2 separate regions of the Mus musculus genome follow, and region 2 is linked to region 1. The links are chromatin contacts, called in public HiChIP or PLAC-seq maps. All regions are on one chromosome and are shown on one strand. The core of a region is the stretch at or near the end of the contact, and the rest is flanking DNA. Distances in the headings are between cores, read along the strand shown. Region 1 holds the start of 5730488B01Rik (RIKEN cDNA 5730488B01 gene). Region 2 overlaps Zcchc7 (zinc finger, CCHC domain containing 7).

Region 1 (5,261 bases), core at 1,446-3,945:
AAATGGAAGGGGGCTTCTGGAAGACAGGATTTCTGTGGGTGGGGCTCTGTTTCTTCTCCCTCTCTCTCTCTCTCAGGCCTTGCTCCAGCTTTGCATCTCCTCAAAGGCTCAAACCTCAACTTCTACCGTGTGTTCCAGCTAGGTGAGGGCTCATCTGCCAGGAAGATACTGGGCTAAGACATGAACTCAGCTATCATTCCTACAGGGAACAGAATCTGCAGAGACTGGCACAGAAACGGTGGAAACGAATTAGGTAGAAACTGGGAAGCAAACACAGATGTAACAAAAGTAAAGATCACCGGCCTGCACCTGGGGAATAGGGTTTGAAGGGGGACAGAAGGATGATGGAACTGTGGGTGCCCCTAGGACTTTTGTGTCTCTGGCCTGAAAGGAGCTGCCTTCTGTAGATTCTCCTCAGACCTTGTTAAGAACATGTGGCCCACAAAGAGCATTGCCCAAACCCCAAGAACTATGACTGAGCACAGAGTATTAGGTAAAAGATGTCTCTGCTCAGCTAAAGACTGAACTAGAAGACCCTGGCTCATAGAAATTCTTTCTAAATGCACCAAAGCAGAAGGAGGAAGGGACACACATAGACATGCAAACAGAATCCCAGAGAGTGGACAGCCAGGTGCTGATACACATAGCAGCAGTCATGCTGTGAATACAGACATGGCTGGACTACACAGAGGGAGAGCCTTGTCTGTGTGGATACTCCAGCAGTCCACTGCCCTCTCTGAGATTAGGTCCTTCTCTTCCCTCCTTTCCAGGAATTCCCCCAAAACCTAACGGTACACCTCTATCCTGAGAACCAGCTACAATTCTGTCAGTCCTTTTATCTCTCCAGCCACAGTATAAATAGTATTTATATTCTATAAAACAGAGGTATCTGAAGGTTTGGGTCACACTCAGGTATGACACTGGCCACAAAAGTACTTTATAACTAACTGGTAAAAGGGTTGGGGGAAGGAAACATCTGGGGGAGGGCCTCTGTGCCAGTGAGCTTGGTGGAACTGGAACAGAGTGTGGGGTACCTCTGAACCCAGAAGTCAAATGTCTGTCCTTCTCGACAGAAACTGTCCTGTGCAGAACTGGTTGTGGGGGGTGGGAGAAGAAGGGAGGTAACAAGGAAAAACTGACCAGGGCCAGAAAGAAAGAGAGAGAGAGAGAGAGAGAGAGAGAGAGAGAGAGAGAGAGAGAGAGAGAGAGGAAAGGAAGAGAAGAGAAGAGAAGAGAAGAGAAAAAAGATGAAAGAAGAATCCTAGTACACCTGTCACCTTGCAGAACCTATTTTCTCTGCCCCCATCACCAGCAAATAAGGACCCAGAGACAGATTACATTGTGCAAGCAAACAGCTTTAGGCATAAGAGCTAACTAAGGTCTTTCCAAAGACGCCAAGGGCTTCCCCTAGCTCTGGAAGCTAGGCTTGCCCAGCCCCCACTGTGCTGCCAGGGAGATTGAGAATGGGAGGAGGGAGGATTTCCCGAGGAGGGGGCAGATTGAAGGGCCGGCAGGAAGGCTGAGACATTAGCAGTTGGTTAACCTGCACCTGGAAGGAGCTGCCTCTCCACACGAATGCACACCGCAAGACCACCAAATCTGATGCTGTCTCCCCACGGGCTTGGGCACGACCTCTGGGCAGCAGAACTCTGGACAGAGAGAGGCAGTGCAGGCCTTTGGATTTCTGCCAGAAGCACGGGAGCCAGCCCTACCCATCTTGCCTCCCAGTTGTTTCTTGCCCACCTCAGAGTGTTGCCCCCAACTCGTTTGTTTTCAGGTTCGTTCTGAGTGAGAGCAGAGAGGCTCTAGAGCCAGTCTGCGCATGAAAATGCTGCGGGAAACGCTGGAGCCATGGTGGACTGGAAACCGCTTAAACCCAGTCTCCTAAAGGGGAGGAATCGTTGGGGCTGGGACCAGAGCAAGCAGCTTCTCTGCGCGAATCTTGTCGCTGCTCGCTCGGGAGATTTACCTCCGACTGGGATATTGACACAAAGAGAAGCTGACCTGCTTGAAGCCCGCTTTGGCTGCCTAAGCAAACCTTCCCCTGCTACCAGGCCACTCAGTTCTTGGTGGAAGACACGAAGATTATTGCTTCACCTTGCCTTCTCTCTAGCCGGGTCTCTATGCCTTTGTTAAATAGGGGACCCACGGCTAGAGTAGCGGGATCCCGGCTGGTTGAGGTTTAAAAAGCTTGCAGCCGGCTGCTAGCCACGGAGTTACTCTGAGATCTGCAACCCACAGAGACTCGAGCTGGGCACCCGAGTGCAGTCTGCCAAAGCCTGGCGCCTTCCCCTGGCCGAGTCTACAGCCAACAGAAAGGAAACGCGATTCGTTCCACTTGGAATTTCCTTGAAATCTCCGAATCTAATCCAGCGTTAACTCACCGTGAGAAGAGCGCTTGTCTCATAGGAGGCTGTGTTAATGGGTGAACTGGCAGGATCCCTGTGGGTCAGGCAGCAGGGCCCTACCGGTGTCCGAAATGACCCTGCCGGTCTCTTACACTGCACAGGCTTTCAGAAGGCAGGGATGCCTGCATGTGACTAATTAGCTTGCTTCCTTCCTTTCTTTCTTTCTTTCTTTCTTTCTTTCTTTCTTTCTTTCTTTTTCTTTCTAGTAGAGAAGCCATCTCAAGGTAGACATCCTACAGAGAAGGACCCAATGATGTCTTTAAAGGTCTCTGTATGTACTGGCCGACACCTAAACTGAAGTGTAGCTTAGGGACCCTGACTTCGTTGATTCTTTAAATCCCCTCTCCTCGATCCAGGGCGCATTTGGAATCCTGGACCTGGTGCCCCTTCTTAACTTTCACTTCTTTCTTCACATATTCAGGGACTGGTCGGGGCTCTACTTTTCCTTTTAAGCATCAGTCTTGCCTAGTCCCATGGCTGAAAAAGGCGCCAACAGAGTTGGGATGTTGAGCGCTGGCTGAGACTCTCACTGACCTCTATTCAAACTTCCTGCCCTCCAACTGACCCAGTCCCGAGCTGTCTATGCGTATGAACCAGGGTTCTGAGAACTAGCGGCTAGAGCTCGGGAAAGGCTACAGCTCGCTGCCTACTCTACCTCGTTGCTGGAGGCGGGATTCACCCACCAGGCGCTTCGGCCTCGGCGGCGTCCGCTACCTGAAAACATTGCACTTTGCGAAGTTGTCTACGCAGCTACAGAGGTCCCGAGTCCTTCAGGACTTAGTATCTTACCCCGCACTCCGGCACCCCCAACCCGATCCCGGCCGGAGAGTGAGAGAAGCGAGCTCGCCGCCTACTTACTATGCATGGATGCAAACGGGTCGTGCTTACAGTGTATTTCCATCGGGGCGCTCCAGACTGTAGGCCGGCCCACGCCGCTGCCTCTCGGCGCCAAAGGACTGCCCAGGGCGCCTAGGGAACCGCGCCACCAGGCCGGGCACAGTGTGAGCAGAGATCAGAAAACACCTCTGCAGCCGTGGGGTCCCTCTCGGAGCCGCCTGCGGAAGATCGCGGAGAGCTGAGCCGAGAGGCGGGAAACGGTGCTCTCAGCCAGTCGGTCTGGGAGCGGGCGCCCAACTCCCGCTAGCTTCGCTCCTCGGCGGGCTCAAGCGGCGGCTCCCGGCCCGCACCAGAGAAGCTGCGGCCCAAGCGCTAGCGGCGTCGAGGGCATAGCGCAGGGGCCCACCTCCAGGACGGCTAGGGGAGCCCGGCGCGGGACCAGCAGCCTGCAGGAGGCCGCGAGCGCAGGGCCCTCCGTCTCAGTCCGGGGCAGCGAGGCCGCGGACTGCCAGGCTGCTTCGGTCTTGCTGCCTCGAGGGTCTGCCCACCCTTCGGCCTCCGCCAGGTCCTTCTTGTTTCCCGCTTCTCCGTGTCTCTGGAGCCGGACCTCCCCTTCCACCTCTCTTCTGTCGGCTCTCTGACGTCTCCGACGAAGTTACAGAGAACTCCCTCTCCTGTCGCGCAGGGGCCGCGGCGGAGTCTGAAATGCTGCAGCTGCTGAAGCTGGGAGCCCGGTGCGCCCCGAAGCTGCAACCCTCGAAGCCCGGGACCCGCTTGCCTTCAAAGTTCCCGCGGGCCCCGCAGCTCCCGGCCCCTTCGCGCCTGGCTGTGGTTCACGCTACCAACTCTTGGAGCCCCGCTGCCCGATCTCGGGGTTCCGGGTGGATTGTCCCTGCCTTGCCTCTTCCGGGACAGCCGCCGCGTCTGCCCAGCGTGGAGCGAGGGGTGCAGAGAGGATGAGGGTCCCTGCCGCCCGGACCGCCGGGGCCGCCGAGGCTGTCGGTGCTGAGATGAAGCCCCTGCCGGCTCTAATGCCTGCTCTGCCGCCGCCGCCGCCGGCGCTAGCCCTCCGCCTGTTCGGCGCGCACAGTGCGCCACCGCGCCGCCCCGAAGCCGCTTTCAGGACCCGCTGCGTGTGGACAGCGCCGCCCGGGGCTCAGCCTCCCTCCGGGCGGGGGCGGGGCGAGAGCTCACCTGCCAATCATGCCCCATCAAGCCAATCAGAACAGGGGCATCCGGCCCTAGCCCGATATACTGCCCTATTGGCTAAGCAACCCACGGGCTCCGCCTGATTAGCCGGTACCTGGGCAATGGGAGAGAATGGGGGGCGGGGCCCAAGCTGCGGCGCCACGTTCATTGACAAACGCGTGGGGAGAAGGCCTAGTGGTTCTCGGGTGGAAAAGGGGTAGAGAGAGAACAGAGCCCACGCAGTGTCTGGAGAGCCATGCTCTTGGTCCCACAGAGCCGACCTTTCGGAGGGCCGTCGAGATTTTAGGATGCGCTTAGAGACTGGGAGCAACCGAGACAGGGTCGAAGAAGAGTAAGGATGGGAGAGAGATCTCCAGAATGAAAAGAAAAAACAAAAAACAAAAATAGAAAAACATCCACAGATTTTAGAGGTAGACGTTCAGCACAATAGAGATCCGATTTTCGGTCTAGGCGGCAGATTTCTGTGTGTATATCTGCCGCTTTAGACCTCACTTTGCTCCTCTGTAAAATGGGCAGAGTTTAGTAAAGAAGTCTTTGATGCTGGTTCCTTCCATTTCCTAAGTTTATCAAGAATCCACTAAGCAACGGCCGTCTCCTCTGTATCCTCCTCTATCATTCTTCTATCCACAGAGGCCCCAGCATTGCACTAACCAAAGGCAGAACTGGGGAAATATTATTTGAAGGTTACCAGAAATTTGGGGAGTCTCCAAAGCTTGGACCAGGTTGCCTCAAGTACAGAGGCATAGATCCTTTCTGTTGTCTTAGCCTAGGAGCTGATAGGTCCCTTGGGAGCTGGTGATGCTCTTA
Region 2 (5,261 bases), core at 990-3,489, 78 kb after region 1:
AGTGTGTGTGACTAGCCCACCCCTTCTGGAGCAGTTGAAAACAGGCCTCAGAAGGCTCAAAGGAATTCTTTTAACTCCTAGCAGGGCCACGGGGTCAATGTCAGATTTAGTCATGCTGTTATTTTAGCCCAGTGGTCCAGAGAGATGACTGAAAAGTGAGTCTTTTATTTCTTTTTTTGTGTGGTTATTAACAGGATTAAATGTAAGCCATTGTGTACTTAGTACCAATTAGTTTCTCATCTGAGAGGTTCATTATGATTTTTTGTCAGCCTTGTTCTTGTAATATTTGTTTTATTGTTTGATTATTTAAAGGGATGGATGGACTAGAGAAGTCTTCCAGCAGTGCTTTGCTGTTCATCGAGAATTTTAATAAACACTTAACTTTCCAGAGATTTTTCTCTTGATTAAGAAATGACTATTACTAAAAACTGACAAGAAAGTGAGGAAGTTAAATAAGTGTTTAAAGTTTTCTTTTTTGATTTTTGTAGTTTTCAAAAAGGGCTAACTTTATCAATATTTCATGGTTTTGGAAGTCTACTTCATATTTGTATGCATATTTCTTAAGATTATGTTCATTTTTGTGAATATGTAATTTATCAGGAGAAATATATGCAAAGAAGCCCCAAAGTGTAAGTTTCTACATTTGAGCTTTTAAAGCAGAACATAAGAATTCTAGAATCAAGATAATTGCCAGGTATATAAGCAAACCTTAATTTAGAAGGAAAGAATCCGGAGTTGATTCTTTATGCCATTATAAATGAGTAAAAAGGAGAAAAGAAACATACCCAACGGTTTAGTTGCTTATTACATTAATGATTGCTTTTAAAACTGTGAGGTAAAAATTCTTAGTAGTGCTTCTTCACATAATTCCTCACTTAGCATGTTGAAATATTTTAGTAAAATTTTAGTCAAAATTGTTCTTACAAGTTGGATTAGTTAGTTATGGTCATTTCATCTAAAAGCAAGAAATATAACCAAATTAAAAGATAAGTTGTCTGCTAATTCGTGTGTGTGTGTATGTGTGTGTGTGTGTGTGTGTGTGTGTGTGTGTGTGTATATATATATACACACACACACACACACACACATATATATCTATCTTACATATATTAAATAAATGTATTTAGATAGAATATGAGCTTTGTACTTGAAGTGTAGAATACACATTTTCCTATGCATTCACTGTTAATGGATGAATGTGTTACACAGTTCAAATATTATGTTATAATTGCAGTTTAGGTAAATGTGATTTCTACTTTAACTGAATTGTTGAGTTTCTAAATCTCAGATTATTTGATCTATCGTATTAGATTGTACGATTCTGTTGAAGACCTTTGCTATAGGGCCTAACATTTTTGTTACTGAGATTACTGTAGCGTTGAATATGTAAGATTTTATGATTCAGATAGCTATGAAATATACTGCTTCTGAGGTATAGCTGCCCCACTTTGGCTAGCCCTTACAATTTAAGATTTGTGTATTTAACTTTTTGGGAAAGGCATTTCTACAAAAATCTACATATACTATTTTTCTTACCTTTCTCTTTAATTGTAATTGAAATATGCTTAGATTCTCCAGATGGAAGCTTTGAAAAAAATAAGAAAAGAGTGTATGGTAGCTGTATAAAGTAACCTGAAGATTTTCTCGCTACAGGAATTGAATCAGTTCCCTCCCCTTGTGGTTGGTCATCCATCCCATGGGAAAGCACGCAGCTTCTTTCAGATTAAGCGTGTAGTCTCACTAACATTTTCTGAAGGTCTGTAGAGAGCCAGAGGTGGATCATTAGTGAAATGGCATGGCAATAGGAAAAGACAAGCCTCTCCTCTTACCGTTTCTGTATTTAACTTTAAAGGAAGTGGAAAGAAATCAAATAGATACTAAGTTGCAAATCAAATTCACCTCTGAGTTAATAAAAATTCACTTGAAATTAATATTCTTATTGTTCTATGGAATACTTTTTAGATGGATCAACCCTTTGTTATTTCCTTTTTAATTTGATGTTTAACTTTTAAGTACTTGGTAGAGAGCAGATCCAGGTATTAGCATTCAACAGGAAATGTAAAAGGTAGATGGAACTGGAAAATAATATATTGAATGAGGCAATCCAGGCTCAGAATGTTAAGTCCCACATGTTCTCTCTTGGAGGTACTAGCTTGTAATGTTTCTGTGTGGGAGTGAGCATGGGTAGATGCCAGGAAGGTGGAAAGGTGCTCAAGAAAGGAGAAGTAGACCTTGAGAGAGGAGTGTGGGGGAGGGTAGCAGAATGCATATGGTCTGGACATGGAAAGGGAAATACTTGAGGCTGAAGGGAACACAGGGGTGGGTCAGAAGTTGGGTATCGACCACAACTAAATATATATGACACTGCATTAGAAAACTCATTAATTCTGGATGTTAATTAAGAAAATGAAAGAATAGATTATGAAAGGTTGAGCTGTAGTAAAGATACTTCCTTAGGGCTTCTGCTCCTTTAGGGCGGGCAGCTCATGCAGTAGTGACTGTTGTGAGCAGATGATGCAGCACGTGGGGAGTACTTGCCCTGTCACTCTTTCTGTTATGTATTGCGCTAGTCACACAACCTCAAGCCAGGCCACTTTTAAAAAGTTCAGTGGAAGTTTAAGAACTTGAAGTAAGTTGTTTTACTTTAAGACCATTAAAGATTATTGTTTGATTTATAATGAAGTTCTTGGAATAATAGGCATTTTATTGTAATTGGCAAGTGCTCTGCTAAATAAAAATGACTTTTAGATAACGCCTTTTCTATTTACTCAGATGAAGGCTACCAAATGTTGCTAAACTACTTTTAAGATGTTTAATATTGGTATAGAGATGTAATTTTTTTATTATATAAATTAAGTAAGACAAAAGGAACAATACAAATCTAAGAAGATAAATGAGAGTTGTGTAGATGAATAGAACAAAAACACGGTTAGTATTTAAATCCAAAGGCTAACTTTTATATACAGTCTCTAATGCTTGGGGCTTTTGTTTCCTGCAATAAAAATGACTTTTCTTTATAAAAGTCATGATGTTCTATTAGGATTAAACGTTATAGTTCATACTGTGCTTTTATTAAGCTTATAAGATACCATCAATGTTTTAGTATATTGAACTTACAACTGATTTTTTTTTATAGCTTTTTAATGAAGACCAAATATTTGTGGCTTTTGTCTGTAACTAAGTATATATTTGATAGGTTTTATTTAAAAGTTTTAGTATATTGTTTGAAAGATACCAGGCACAAGATAGCTACTTACACACTGTGATATTGTTAATGGTTCAGCTAGTCCAATTGGCCTCTTGAACAACAGTTAGAGTTGAAAATCACCAGTATTGGTTAGCTAATTTTTACTAGAGCTTACTTATTTCTAGAGTCTAACATTGGAGTTTAACTAAAAGGGATGTTTTGCTCCATTTAAATTTATAAAGCTCCACTTACTTGTTTTTTGTCTGGTATCTCTAAGTAATTGTTTCTTCATATTCTAGCAAAATATATTTAATTTGTTGTTTTTATTATTTAAGGATTTAATTATGAAACCTGTAAACTTTTTGGTTATCTTTTATTGATTGAGAACAAAGACAAATAATCTAAGACAACAAATAATAACCAAAACTAAGATTCATAGCCATTCATTTAATCAAGGACTAATCAGGGCCTACTGTGTTACACTGTGGATGTCCTGGTGAATACAGAGATGAATCAAGTACAGAGCCTGACTTTGCAGGTCTTATAGTGTAGTAGAAGTCAGGATCTGCAGGAGAAAAACCTAGAGGTACAGCAAAGGGAAGATACTTTCCTTCAGGGTTAGAGGTATGTGGGCGAGATACAATGCCATACAAATGGCCAGGGGACAGGGCACAGTAGACTGTCATTTCTTACAGGACACTTCTTCTTTAGACAAGGCTCCTCAGAATTTGGAGAAGAAGGTTGCAGAATTTGTCAAAAATTTTAAGATTTGTATTCTTATTTTGACATTGAAAGGTTTTGTATTAAAGCTACTGTTTCTCATTGCCAATTAGGGATTTGCCAGAGATTTGATTGATGTTTAAGAGAATTTCACTTTTCTTAAGATGATCCACATAATCTTGATAAACTTGATAAACAAAAGCTTAGGCTAATGTTTTAAATTAATCTGTGCTCTTTGAACAACATTCAGATTGAGGCACAAAAGTAGGTAGGCCAGTGGATATGGGTGGCAAGAGAGTCACCTGGGGATTAATTATTCATTTTATAACTATCTCTTTTCTAGGGCTCTAGGGAATAGTCAAGGCCTTGAGGAATTGGTTGCTTTTGGATTTCCAGTTTTACCTTCTGTTAGCAGTTTTGCAGTGAATTAACTGTTTAAATAAGTTAATTGAACCTCTTTTATCTTGTAGAATGTGTGTAGGATGTTTCATAAATTCAGGGACTCTGAAAAAGAACAAATACCTTACCTTATAATTTAATGTTTATAAGGACATTTTAGTTCCATATTAGTGCTTTAAGTATAATAAATTAAAGAGTATTTATACTGAATATCTCAAACATAATTTTTTTGGAGGAAAAGGGGCATTGAAAATAGTTTTTCTTCCTTCCCTCTTAAAAAAATATTTTTAAAGAAAAATATTCTCTCTCCTACCAAACAAAACTGACCAAAGTAAAAATTTGGTGGCTTTGATTTTATACATGTTCTGAAGTCTGTCCAAGCTTTCAGAATGGGAGAATTCCTCAGAAATTACTGTTTCTCATGGGAGATACTTTGATCTTAGGGTACAAGTTAGGATGACATTATTTGCTTCTGTCATACATAGATAGAATAATTTTAGTGCATCTCTAAAGGTCCTTATGGTATTTTGCATATAATAGGTTTTTTACTATTTGATGCTCATAATAGTTCTTGTGTCAGCTTGCCATTATATAAAACATTTTCATTTTGATTGATGGATACTTTAAATGGCTAACAGGAACAAAAATGCAGTATTGTTGTTTTCTTGTTCTTGTTTTGTTTTACTTTTTTAACTCTGAGCATTTGCAAGTATCTTGTAATTTCCTATGTGTGGAAACCCTGAAACAGGAGAAGCCCCTTAAAGACTGAGGCCCTTGAAAGAAGTCCTAAAGACACCACTGCCTGACTGCAGGCATTTTTTAGAAGTCACTGGCTGTAATGAAGCCAGCCTTTAATGGCAGTTTTTCCTCTTCTTTTCAGAGAATGTGACAGAGTGTCATTAAGGTTTTAGAAATGAATGCTCGGGAGGGGAGGAGGATCCCTGGGACCACTGCG

The links. HiChIP or PLAC-seq counts read pairs in DNA pulled down with a chosen protein or histone mark.
Region 2: a RAD21 HiChIP or PLAC-seq map of pro-B cells shows a contact between it and region 1, with 7 times the contacts expected there. The contact joins the enhancer-like site here to the promoter of 5730488B01Rik in region 1. A contact is called at or near these places in 1 of 39 promoter capture datasets (the C10 cell line), 1 of 15 datasets of contacts at CTCF or cohesin (pro-B cells), 4 of 484 Hi-C or Micro-C datasets (the 63-12 cell line, B cells, large pre-B cells and 1 more), 5 of 115 datasets of contacts at active chromatin or transcription factors (the 230-238 cell line, embryonic midbrain, embryonic stem cells and 2 more) and 2 of 9 other capture datasets (adipose tissue and liver).

The regions. Positions count from the first base shown.
Region 1 is chr4:44,700,105-44,705,365 of GRCm38.p6, forward strand. 5730488B01Rik (RIKEN cDNA 5730488B01 gene) reads left to right here and starts at 2,696. Exons shown (of 1, transcript NR_073462.1): 1 at 2,696-5,006. The region is part of intron 1 of Pax5 (paired box 5); the gene reads right to left.
Region 2 is chr4:44,778,447-44,783,707 of GRCm38.p6, forward strand. All of the region lies in intron 2 of Zcchc7 (zinc finger, CCHC domain containing 7), which reads left to right. Among named protein-coding and RNA genes, the nearest start is that of Zcchc7, 25 kb to the left of the region's middle. Within about 2 kb of position 2,240, at least 12 of the 459 cell types and tissues checked have an H3K27ac peak or open chromatin away from gene starts, as enhancers often do. A contact at or near this core is called in the 230-238 cell line, pre-B cells and pro-B cells, where this site is marked.